Regions from separate parts of the Macaca mulatta genome. Here region 2 is linked to region 1. Evidence: chromatin contacts called from public Hi-C data. All regions are on one chromosome and are shown on one strand. The core of a region is the stretch at or near the end of the contact, and the rest is flanking DNA. Distances in the headings are between cores, read along the strand shown. Region 1 holds the start of RAB3GAP2 (RAB3 GTPase activating non-catalytic protein subunit 2). Region 2 holds the start of MTARC1 (mitochondrial amidoxime reducing component 1).

What was found. A called contact is a pair of places that touch in the nucleus more often than the background predicts.
Region 2: a Hi-C map of fetal cortex germinal zone shows a contact between it and region 1, with 2.5 times the contacts expected there. The contact joins the promoter of MTARC1 here to the promoter of RAB3GAP2 in region 1. A contact is called at or near these places in 2 of 14 Hi-C or Micro-C datasets (fetal cortex germinal zone and fetal cortical plate).

What each region holds. Positions count from the first base shown.
Region 1 is chr1:78,060,552-78,066,941 of T2T-MMU8v2.0, reverse strand. It overlaps RAB3GAP2 (RAB3 GTPase activating non-catalytic protein subunit 2), which reads left to right and starts at 2,053. Exons shown (of 35, transcript XM_077937751.1): 1 at 2,053-2,283. The coding sequence starts at 2,169. It also overlaps the pseudogene LOC106993500.
Region 2 is chr1:78,613,390-78,619,826 of T2T-MMU8v2.0, reverse strand. MTARC1 (mitochondrial amidoxime reducing component 1) reads right to left here and starts at 4,224. Exons shown (of 7, transcript XM_015115809.3): 1 at 3,888-4,224. The coding sequence starts at 4,162.

The DNA.
Region 1 (6,390 bases), core at 804-3,303:
CAACTTCCTGGGGGAAGAGTTCAGTTCATGAATGTGTTGTAATTTCTGTGAAGGGTATCTAAAGTCCTTAAAAACATCCATGAATGAATCCTTTCAACAGTACTTGGAAGGAAGTCAGGGACTTCACCATTAAAACTGAGCCAACACAGTAATGAAATTCAATGACCACCACAGGAGACATATGAATGCCTCAGGGCAGAACAAAGGCCAGCAGAATCAGCCAACAGCGGTTACTTGCATAAAATGCATTTACCTGAATAGGAACTTGAATGGTTTTCAAGGAATGACAGTCCCCTTCCAGAAAGAGTCATGTGTTCGTTATTCATCCAGTAACACTAAGAATCTAAATTTAAATTTTAGTTTAGTTTGGGATTGGTGCTGGACTTTAGGGAATAATCATATCAGGGCTGGATTATCCTAGTTAGTGATGATCTGAGGAAACATCGCATTTCTTCAGATGGAAGAAGGGAGCACCGGCAGCTTGCCTTTTCTGAAAGCTTTGATTACAGAAGTATAGGTCCCTGATGCTTAAAGGGACCTTACAGCATGTCTGATTCAACTGCCTTTTATAGGTGAAGAACTGATTGCTGTTAACCTGATAACATAGAAATTGCCTGCCCTATTTTGTGAAAAGCATCCTACTCTAGAAGTAGGAAATAATGGAGTAGGAACCTAGGCACTAAATTATAGTTGTTATATTATTAGGACAAAGTGTGTATGTCCACAGGACAGACAGAAATGGATGCTCTGGACCCCATCCACTTGCTTTCTATTTATTCCTGTGCCATTTTCTCATAAAAAGTGGATGGCCTCTTTAAGTTTCCTTTGGGGAATGTGTAAGTGCCTACAGATCTTTGTGTTCACATTAAAATATATTTTTTTGTTTTTACTTTTTGGAAAAATAACTTAAAGTCTGCTCAGAGACGACTCAATTTCTTCATTTAAAAAATGAGATAAGACACACTATTTTTAGATGGTATTTGTGACTTTCCAAATGGACAATGTAAAGTACTTTCAAAAACAGTGCTTTGTAAAAGAAACAGGTTATTCTATTTACTTTATGTACACATTCCATTTATTTCTTCAGCAAATATTTATGAAGCACTTACTAGCATGATCACAATTTCAGTTAAATAGTTGAGTACAGTAGTCCCCCCTTTTATCCATGGGTTCATTTTCCACATTATTCATTTTAAGTATTAGTTATAGTTAATATTTCACTGTGCCTAATTTATAAATTGAACTTTATCATATGTATGTACAGGTAAAAATAAAACACGCATACACAGGTTTCAGTACTATCCATGGTTTCAGTCATCCACTGGGGGTCTTAGAACATATCCCCTTGGATTAAAGTGAACTACTGTAATTAATTTCTTACTGCCTGTATCAGTCACTAGAATTCTAACTTTCTGGGAAAAGGTATTTCTTCTCTTTTGTTCTCTAATGCTCAGCACCCTGCGTGGCTGGCATTTAAAAGGCTAACAAATATTTGTCGAATGGATGGATGAATGCATGAATGAAAAACCAAATGAATAATGAAAACATAAGAGTATAATACACTTTAACACGTACTATATTGGGCTTGCATAGTACTATGGAAATTTATAGCAGGAGCATTTAAAGCCAGCCTTGACGGGGCTAATCTCCGGAAGAGCAATTAATCTTTTCAAAATCCGACTCTTGCAGGATACAGTCCCCCACTGGCCTGCCACTAGTTTAAAACGAATTATTTTCTGTGAAACATCAAGATCGTGCCAATATTAGGGCATCAATAAGATTGGTTGAATGAGTCAAAGGCCTGCGCGGACAAGTCCAATTAGAACACCTCTGGCTAAAAGCCAGAATGAATGAAAGGGTTCATTCCTTGGTGTAGACGCAGAACTGGGACTGAAAATCTGCCCCAAGCCTCCACGTAGACTTTGGCTCCACCTGCAGCAGCGGCGCCCTAGTCACGTGACCCTGGCCAGCCCTCCCTAGGCGCCTGGGCCAGCCTGCGCCTGCTCAGTACTCCGAGACAGCGGACCCGTGTCAGTGACAGCTTCCGGTTTGGTTTCTCCGCCTTCTGTTTGGCTAGAGCTATTGGGGCTCGGCGGCGGCCGCAGTGGGGTGGAGGGGGCAGGGCGTGGTGAGGTAAGGTGAGTGCCGTAGTGGGGTTCCCCGGAGCCATGGCCTGCTCCATTGTCCAGTTCTGCTACTTCCAGGACCTCCAGGCCGCCCGGGACTTCCTCTTTCCTCACCTGCGGGAGGAGATCCCCAGCGGCGCCTTGCGGAGGGACCCCAGTAAGTGCCTCTCACCTCTCCGTTCCTTCCCCCGTCACCCGCGGCCTCTGCTCGGCGGGTTCGGGTCTCCTACTCGCTCTGCGCCTCCTGCCTCTGCCCTCTGGACCCCCAGTTCTTCCCGTGCCTCCCCTCTGTTCCGGGATGAACCCCTGCCCACCTCGTCCTGAAGCCCCATTTGTGTTGTCTTCCTCTCGACCCAGCTATTCTCCTCAGCCCCTCTGATCCCTGGCCCAAAACTGCGTCTCGTTTCCTCTCGCCTCTGCCTATCACCACTTCCTCCCTCCCCCCTCCCCCCACATTCCTAGCTTTCTCTCTAAGTATCTTCTCCGTCTCCCATCTTCAGCCTGGGGTCGTCCCTTGTTTCATGTTGCCTGCTCCGTGATCGCATCCTCCCCGTTCCTTGCCACATGTCAGCGCTCCACTCTGGTATTGCCCCAGCGCCCACTCTTCCATCCCGGGGACTGTGGCCTTCTACCACCTCTCGTTCCGAAAGTGTTGATCATCCCCCCACACTCTCCCTTCTTTCATCCGCGTTTCCCCCATTCAGATTTTGAGAACAAATGGCTGACTGACAAATGAGTGACTCTTAAGGTGGTAAGAGTCTCTCAAAGAAGGAAAATAACCTGTCGGGAAGTGAACGAGAATCTACATTAGGAACTAAAATTACAGTGACATAGCCAAGAAAGGTTAATTTGCTTTATTGGGATGAGAAGCCTTCCACCTATTTTTATCATCAAAGTGTTAAATAAGCCTTTCCCCACGTAGTATAAAGTTCCAAGGCTGGTTTCTTAGATACTACATAGGCTCTCAGAATTTCCTACATTTCATCTTTTGAAAGGGTGTGCCTTGTGTTTTATTTTATTTTATTTTTGCATTTCCAACATGAAGCACGTTTGGCTTTGTAGTACAGTGTTCTTACTCTGTGCTATGCCGGAACGGTGATATAAGGCCCACTAAGCTCTTCTCCCTTTAAAAAAAAATTTAGAAGATATCAAATCAAACCCATCTGTGAATGATTACATACTCTGTGCCAGTCATTGGTGCTACAAACCAAATAAGGTTGGTGGACCCTGCCTCTAGGAACTTATGGTTTACAGACAAATCACTAACTTCCATTCAATGTGATTGAGATAGATGTGAGGCATTTTCTTCAAGTGGTGATACTTAAGCCTACCTTTGAAGTACTAGTTAGAGGAGTAAAGGAGCGGTAATAGCATGTGCAGAGGAAGGACTGAAATGGCATGGTATTTAGAGAACTAAGAAAAGCTGAGTGGCTAGAGACGAGGATGGGAGAGGAAGAATTGGGGCAATGAGGCAGTAATAGTGATAAGGAGCTAGACCATGAGAAGCCCTGTGAAAGTTGTGGCGTTTCTCTGAAAGTTTAAGTAGAGAAATGACATTGTCAGATTTGTACTTAATGTAATCAACAACGTTTGTTGAAGACCCGTAATGTGCTCTGGTAGCAAAGTGGAGGAGAGATTGGAAGAAGGGAAATGGACTGGGAAGCTCTTCCAGTAATCCAAGCAAGAAATGATATGAGCTTGAATTAAGAACCTTAGCAGGATGAAGATGAAGGACTAGATTAGAAAGACATAAAGGAGTTAGAATCTGCAGGACCTTCTGAAGGTCTGGTGATGGGCATTGTAACTAGTAAGTGAGGGGGAGTTTAGGAAGTCTTTGGCTTGTGGTTTGGACAAGTGTATATAATAAGAGAATAAAGGATACAGATTTTCAACCTTTCGCATTTTAAATGTTTACAGTATGTCCAAGTAAGGACATCTGGTTGAACACCAGATATAGATAGTCTAAACAGTAGGGAGTACTGGGCCAGAGACGTTAATTGGGGAGCTAACAGCAAAAACTGTAAATTCAGTCTCAAAGATTATGTATGTTGTGAAATGCACTGAGTACTAAAGCTGTAAACTTAGAGGAGCACTGGTGTTTAAAAGTCAAGTAGAGGTTACTGGGAAGAAGACTGCGAAGGAGTAAAAGAAAGAGGAAAATCAGGTGAGAGTAAGGCCCTTGGAGCTGAGGAAGGTGAGAACTTGATGAAGGTGAGGAATAGTCAGCAGTTTTGCAAATGCAGCAGAGGTCAGGTAAGAAAAGGATAGAAAAGTGCTCATTGGTTTTGGGAAGGTGGAAGTAACTTGGACCTTAGGACAGTTTCAGTAGGATAGTGGAGGCAGAAAGCATATTTATAGGATAAGGGGTTAAAAAGTGAAGTATACTATTTCAAGGAGCTTGGCTGTGAAGGATAGCAGATGCAGGATTGTAGATAGGGAATGTAGAAAAAAGGAACAAATTTTCTTTATCCCTCTACCACTCTCCTGGTCCAGGCCATGATCTTTTCTCAACCTGGGCTATGATATGATATGTCTTCTTCTAGCAGATCTTCCTGCTTTCACTCTTGGTTTCCCATAATAATTCTCAACAGTAGGTAGAGTGAGCTTTTAAGACATAATTTAGATCAAAACATTGCCTTTTTTCTTTTTCTTTTTTTTTTTTGATATGAGGTCTCACTCTGTTGCCCAAGCTGGAGTGCGGTGGCATGATCTTGGCTCACTGCAACCTCCACCTCCCGGGTTCAAGCAATTCTTCCGTCTCAGCCTCCCAAGTAGCTGGGACTACAGGCATGCGCCACCATGCCCGGCTAATATTTGTATTTTTAGTAGAGATGGGGTTTCACTATGTTGGCCAGGCTGATCTTGAACTCCTGACCTTGTGATCCACCTGCCTCAGCCTCCCAAAGTGCTGGGATTACAGTCCTGAGCCACCGCACCCAGCTTAACATTGCCCTGTTTATAACCCTGTATGGTTTTTGATTTCACTTAACATAAAATCCAAAGTTCTTAAATGGTGTATAAGGCCCTTGAGACTCTGCTTCCTGCCATTTCTTGGACCTTATACACCTCTCCTCTTATTTCTTATGCTTCAGACACTCTTTTTTGTTGTTAAACCAGCCAACCACATTTGTGGCTGAGGTTTTTGCCCTCACTGTTGTCTATGCCTTGGATGCCTTTTGCAGATCTTTGCATGCTAGTTGCATCTTGTCATTCAAGTCTCAGCTCAAATGTCAACTCAGGGCAGCCTTTTCTGACCACCTGATCTAAAGTAGTCAATACAACCCCCTTGTTCCCACTTGTTATTGTCCGTCATATCATCCTGTTTATTTTCATCATTATATCTATACTGTCCAGTATGGTAACCTGTAGGCACATGTGTTTATTGAGCCTTTGAAATGTGGCCAGTGCAACTGAGGAACTGAATTTTTAAAATTCAAGTTAATTTTAATTAATTTATATTTAAGTAGCCAAATGTGGCTAATGGTTATAATATAGTATGGCACAATTATAGGTGCTAAAACTCAGGTATATACAGATTGAATATGTGTCCAACTTACACAGGCAGTTGGGGATATAAATATACCCCAAACATCTAGATTAATTTGCACTATACCTATAGATTTACAAATACGGTTTAATGTACTACTCTTCTAAATCAAATTCTTGAGTTTGTGTATGTTGATATTATTGTGGCTATGATCAATTCATGTAGAAAATGAACAGAATGGACCTCTTCACCAGTGAGGCCCTTTGCAAAACCTGTACAGATGATCTCAGACTTATGATGGTTTGGCTTCCAATTTTTTAGCTTTACAGTAATGTGAAAGCAATGTGTACTTTGTAGAAACCATACTTCAAGTTTTGCAACTCGATCTTTTCCAGAGCTAGTGATACAATGGGTAAGATACTCTTTTGTGATGCTGGGTAGCAGCAGCAAATATGAGAGACTGTACTCTACAGTGTACAGTATTCAAGAAATTACATGAGATATTTTCAACACTTCCTTATAAAATAGACTTTGTGTTAGAAGATTTTGCCCAACTATAGGCTAATGTAAGTGTTCTGAGCACTTTTAAGATAGGCTAGGCCAAGCCGTAATATAAAGAGTTTTGAACGTAAACTTTTGTACAGTGAAATTTTACAGATAAAAAATGAAATTAGCAGAGCAGGTAAATGGGACCTGACTTAAACTGCTGATGGTATTTGCCTTTGCTTTTCTTCACTTTATTTATTAATGTTATAAATGTTTATTGGGAAGCAGAAA
Region 2 (6,437 bases), core at 2,975-5,474, 550 kb before region 1:
ATTTTACAGAAAGACTTTAAGGGCAGGAGGAAACACAGTGCCTGGCATCCGGTAGGCAATGGGCTCTCATCGGCGGAAACAGGAGGGCTGTTGCTCATATTGTTCACAGAGTATGCAGTTTAGCTGAGCAACATGCAGTGCCACTTATACTCTGCCAGTTCCAGCCCCCCACCTCTAAAAACTTTTTATGTTCCAATATTCAGTGCTGTCCATTCTGCAATTTGCTAAACTAGACAGTATTTTTTTCTCTGGCCCAGTATTCCTGGTCTACAGGTACTTCCTAGAAAAAAAGATAAATGGAGAAATAAGGGCAATAGAAAGAGCCATTTCCAGAACAAGAACAATACGTTTTTGTAGGTTGTCTCTCAGCTACCAAAGAAACAAAACATATTGTCATTTCAATCCTTTCAGTACATGCTAATCAAATGATTACAGTTATAGAAGTGAGCATGTGCTTTTGAGATTTCCAGACATAAGAAAAAAATATGGCCGGTACTTTAGGTCGTTCAATATATTTCTTGCATCACTTCCAGCAGGTTATCATGGCTGAGCTGTTCAGCTACACTAGAAAAATATGCTCAGTATAAGCCCTTTCCCTAACTGCCCTTTTATCAGACTTCATTTCTGCACAGACAGAGGCCTGCCCTGCCCCAAATCCTTGGGACCAGCAGGTGAATATTCTCCCTAATATTCTTCCTGGTAATGGCAGTTTAGATCTTTCTAAAATGCAAATCTAACTTTAAGACCCCCTCATTCAAAATCCCTCCACGGTTCCTGCTTTCAGGATAAAGCCAACTCCCAAGCAAGGGCATGCACAGCCCTTCATGATCCAGCTGCTGCTCCAGCCATTCTTACCTCCCGAGGTCTTCACACAGGCCAGTCTTTTACACATTTTTTTTAATTGCAGTAAAATAGATATAAAACATAAAATACCTAGCATACTCCTATGTACAGACCCAAAAGAACTGAAAACAGGAACTCAAACAGATATTTGTGTATCAGTCTTTATTGCAGCTTTATTCAAAATGCTAAAAAAGTAGTAACAGCCCAAGTGTCCATCAACAGAGAATGGAATTTTTTTAATGTGATTTTAACCATTTTGAAGTATGCGATTCAGTGGCAGGAAGTACATTCACAGTGTTGTGCAACCATCAGCACTATTTGCAAAACCTTTTCATCACCCCAAACAGAAACTCTGTACCAGTTAAGCAATAACTCCTCATTTTCCCCTTCCCCCTGCCCCCAGTAACATCTAATCCACTTTGTCTCTATAAATTTATCTACTAGACATTTCATATAATCAGAATCATGCAATATTTGTCCTTTTGTGTCTAGCTTATTTCAATTAGCGTTATGTTTTCCAGGGCCATCCATGTTGTAGCACATATCAGAACTTCATTCCTTTTCATGGCTGAATAGTATTCCATTGCATGTATATATCACATTTTGTTTATCCACTCATCCATCAATGGACACTTAGTTGTTTCCACCTTTTGACTACTGTGAGTAACATCATAATGAAGGTTCCACACTCGATGCTGCAAAGAACATTCACCCTATTTATGTCACAGTTCCTTTTGGTAAATACCTTAGAGTAAGTTTGTCCAACCCATGGCCCGTGGGCCACATGTGGCCTAAGATAGCTTTGAATGCAGCCCAACACAAATTGATAAACTTTCTTAAAACATTATGAGATTTTTTTGTGATTTTTTTTTTTTTTAACTCATCAGCTATTGTTAGTGTTAGTGTATTTTGTGTGTGGCCCAAGACAATTCTTCTTCCGATGTGGCCCAGGGAAATTTAAAGATTGGACAACCCGGCACAGACTGTGCCAGCCTTTCCCCAGCATACACCATCCTCTCAAGCCAAGTGCCTTTGCCCAGCTTATTCTCTCTCTGGAAAGTTCTTCTCCCAACTTACTTGCCCAGCAAGTTCTGAATTATTTTCCGGTTTTCAGTTCAAGCTGTTACTTCCTCTCTGAAGTTGTCCCTGATGGCTCCAGCCAGCTTCCAGCACTGCAACCTCTATGCTGGCACGCTGGCACGTGTCACAACCTCTGTTTAGTTGGTTATCACCTAGGACTGTAAGCCAGTGTTGGCTTCTCTTGATCACACTTTCTGGGAGTGTGTGTTGAACGAAAATAAAGAATTTATCATAGTGTCTGGTACAAAGGCCAGCTCTTCTTATCATCTATTGTAATATGAGCTCAAAAACTGCTTTTTGAATCTACGTAGTAAAATTCCAGGGCCCTTTGCCTCTCGGGCCTACAAAAACTAATTCAGTAAATTCTACCACTTTTCAGAGTCTACTATACAAAACATGGATTTTTTTTTTTTTTTTAGACGGAGTGTTTCTGTCGCCCAGGCTGGAGTGCAGTTATGCGATCTCCGCTCACTGCAAGCTCCTCCTCCCAGATTCACGCCATTCTCCTGTTTCAGCCTCCCGAGTAGCTGGGACTACAGGAGCCTGCCACCAAGCCTAGCTAATTTTTTGTATTTTTTAGTAGAGACGGAGTTTCACCGTGTTAGCCAGGATGGTCTCGATCTCCCGACCTCGTGATCTGCCCACCTCGGCCCCCCAAAGTGCTAGGATTACAGGCCTGAGCCACCGCGGCTGGCCCAAAACATGGAATATTTAGGATCCTTGGTTTTCTTCCTGAAGCAAAGATGCATGTATCACTAACGTTTCAACTATGTCATGAATTGCCCTCTGTCTTGGGAGCTGGTAGGAGAAAGGTTACAGCTCCCATGAGTCCTGTGTTACTTGCTGAGCTGCGAGGGCTTCTCTGGAAAGGAGTTTCAAGTGCAGCCTCACAATGAGACCCGGGGCTGGCCTGAAGCCAGACCCTAAAGAGGACAAAGCCGCCGGCTCCCGGGTTTTGCAGCCTTTGCTGAACCCCAGGAATCCACGCAGCTCTCAGAACCCAGACAGAACATTAACAAGATCACTCTTTACAAAGCCCCAGTGTGCTAAAGAAAATAAGAGTCCTGGTTCCGCTGCTGTGTGGCTCTGAACTCAGCTTCTTTATCCACAAGGGTGCTTGAGACAATTGGGGAAAATAGCATCTGCAATGCCACCCCCGCCTTTTTTTTTTTTTTTTTTTTTTTTTTTTAACTTAGTCTCCCTCTGTCGCCCAGGCTGGAGTGCAGTGGCATAATCTTGGCTCACTGCAACCTCCACCTCCCGGGTTCAAGCGATTCTCCTGCCTCAGCCTCCTGAGTAACTGGGATTACAGGTGCGCGCCACCATGCCCGGCTAATTTTTTTTTTTTTCCCTTAGTAGAGATGGGGTTTCACCATGTTGGTCAGGCTGGTCTCGAACTCCTGACCTCAGGTGATCCACCCGCCTCGGCCTCCCGAAGTGCTGGGATTACAAGCGTGAGCCACCGCGCCTGAAGGTATTCCTTGAACTGCAGTCATTACTATTATGAGCCCCGCCTTGGTGCGCTCTTGGAGGGCTGGACTCTACAGTTTCAGCTTTCCCCAAGATCTCAAGAAAGTCACTGAAAATAAAGCTACTGGGAACCAATCTCTTTAAGCTAGCCACCTCCACTAAATGGAGATTAAGAAGTTTGCTCTCTGGCAGACACCTGGGAGCGATACCACACCTCAGCAGGAGCACATGACGCCAAAGAGCCAGTGAGAGGTGGAAATCCGCCCAACCCGGGAAAACGGGTCCATGTGCTCAGAGTCCCAGAGCCCCGGGATCTGATGCTGGGGGCTGAGGGTTCCTTTTTCTCTTTGGCCTTTTCTCATCCAACTCCCAGTTTCTTTGTAATAGGAGGAAGGACCTGTTAGCAGACTCTGCAGACCTCCCCTGCACTCCTCCCTTCTCAGACCCTTGCCCGAGGCGGATCAGCGCTGCCCCGCGCCCGCGCTCGGCCGTACCTGTCCCGCAGGTTGCCGCTGCGCAGCCCCATGGCCGTGCACTCGGCCTCGCTCACTGGCACCCCCTTGCAGGATTTCACAGGGTAGATCCAGAGCTGCGCCACTGTGCCCACCTGCTGCAGCAGCCGCCGGCGCTGCGTGGGCCATGCGCGGCGCCAGGCGACAGCCCCCAGCGCCACCGCGGTCAGTCCCAGCACGGCGACCCCGAGCCACCCGGGCCGGGGCTGCGCGAGGAGGACAAAGCCGGCCAGCGCGGAGGAACCGGCGGCGCCCATGGCTGGCTTCTCCGCGAGGTGCCGGCGGCAAGGCCGCAGCGCGCTGGTAGCCCCGGGCAGCTGGGGGAAGGTGCGGCCTTTGGCCCTGAGCCCAAAGGGTGGGCAGTTCCCAAACCCTTCCGGGCCAATCAGAGCAGTGCGTCCTTTTGGGGGGCGGCGCGCGGAGTGGGAGGTGGCGGCTCAGCTTCCACTTGGTCTGCGCCCCATGGCTTCTGCAACCTTCCGTCGCCTGCAGCTCAGGGCGCCGTGCCCTCCCCCACGATCTCTGCAAGTGACCAGTTTATTTACTTACGTATTTATGGGGTTATTTGACCTAAAATAAACAATAGACAACATTTGCAGGACAAAGCGTGATTTTGAAATTAAAAATCAGACAGCGGGCAGCAGCTTCTCCCAGGAATAGTAGAGAGCGGGTTGGCCCTGCCTGGCCTGCGCAGTGTCCAGCTCTCTGCTGCGGCCGCCGTCCCCGCAGGCTGCCCGGGGTTTAGGGAGGTTCCAAAGAGTGGGGGTCTGGTGGAGGAGGATGCTACCAGGCCCTCTGCGCCAGCGGGACAAGGCCAGAGTTCTCCCAGCGGCAGTTCGGAGCGGCAATGGGCGTCTGAGAGCGCCTTCTACGCTCCCGGCGGGGAGCCTCAGCTGCAGCTGCATTGGCAAGGCCTTGGCTCAGAGGTTCAGCACTGCACAAGGTCCCCAGGCTGCTTCTGGCGGGAGGGAATGTCACCTGGTCCTGCAGGCACTCACCTCAGTCACTTGTCACTTCCAAATCAGGTTATATTCCAGTCAACAATATCAGCACACCCGAACAGCATGGTTTAGGAGTCAGGCTCCTGTTTGATGTACCAAGCTATCAAAGGAAAAAATTACTCAAACGCTTATTAAAAAGGTAAGGAAGACTATTCACGGCTATTGTAACAGGGGCATCACAATAGGGGAAAGAGATTAGGCTCAGCTCTGTATTACAGCGAAGACTGCTGGGGGTTTATAGCCAAAGAGCAAAGTTCCTGGGGGTCAGTGAATGAAAAATCACTAAGAGGAGACATCAAGTGTAGAGGATTCTTGATAAACCCACTTAACAGGATTCTACTGAACTAGGCAAGGACTTACACACTGAGGGTGACAGATGAGGAATCTGAGCAGATATCAAGGATGATCAGATATCAAGGATGGGAGAATACTCTGGAAACTGACTAAGCAGGATTCTTGCTAAACTGGGCTCTGCAGGGAGTAGGGTGGCAAGGTCAAGGCCTCATGAAGAAAAGGGCTCAGAGGAGACTGAAGTTTGGTCGAGAGCCTGTGTCATCCGCAGCTCAGCCATGGTCCCCTGAGCCAGGAGTGTACATTTCAAGACTCAGCCAGAATTGTCCATGCAGGGCAAGGGTGCCTTGGAAGAGAGAAGCGGGAGTTCGCCAAGAGAAAAGAACAACCCTCTCCTCCAGATGGCAACTCACTGCAGAGCAGTTCCGTGCTCAGGGAGGCTCTGTCTTTACTGGCCTGAACACTTATCTGTCCTGCTTTTCTGCTCTCGTCTCTTCTCTTCCAACCCCAGGTCACACCCTGTCTGTAAAGGACACAGCTCCGCAGGACGTACCACTTGATCCTCCTCGGAAAGGCAGCTCCGGGGCACCAAATATGTGTTTCTGTTTATCTCCCTCCTGAATTCCTCTTTGAAAATTTAAGAGGAAAAAATGGCTCCCCTATTTTAATGGTTGACTTTAAAGTTCTGATTCTTCCATTTCATCACTTCCAGAATTTACCCAGGGCTACAGCTCACTTACCACTTTTTTTTTTTTTTTTTTTTTTTTTGAGACGGAGTCTTGCTCTGTCGCCGAGACTGGAGTGCAGTGGCCGGATCTCGGCTCACTGCAAGCTCCGCCTCCCGGGTTTACGCCATTCTCCTGCCTCAGCCTCCCGAGTAGCTGGGACTACAGGCACCTGCCACCTCGCCCGGCTATTTTTTTGTATTTTTTACTAGAGACGGGGTTTCACCGTGTTAGCCAGGATGGTCTCGATCTCCTGACCTCGTGATCCGCCCGTCTCGGCCTCCCAAAGTGCTGGGATTACAGGCTTGAGCCACCGCGCCCGGCCTCACTTACCACTTTTACCTCACAGGGTGCGGAGGATGGTGGTGAATTTCAGTCCCAGAACCCAGCAAAGGAAAATGGAGGAGGAGGGAACAACCACTCCTCACTGACCACTAGGAAGGCCCCTTGCGGACACTGGCCATCCTGCCACAGACAGGACACCGGTGTGCCTGCAGCTCACAATGCCCTCGCCC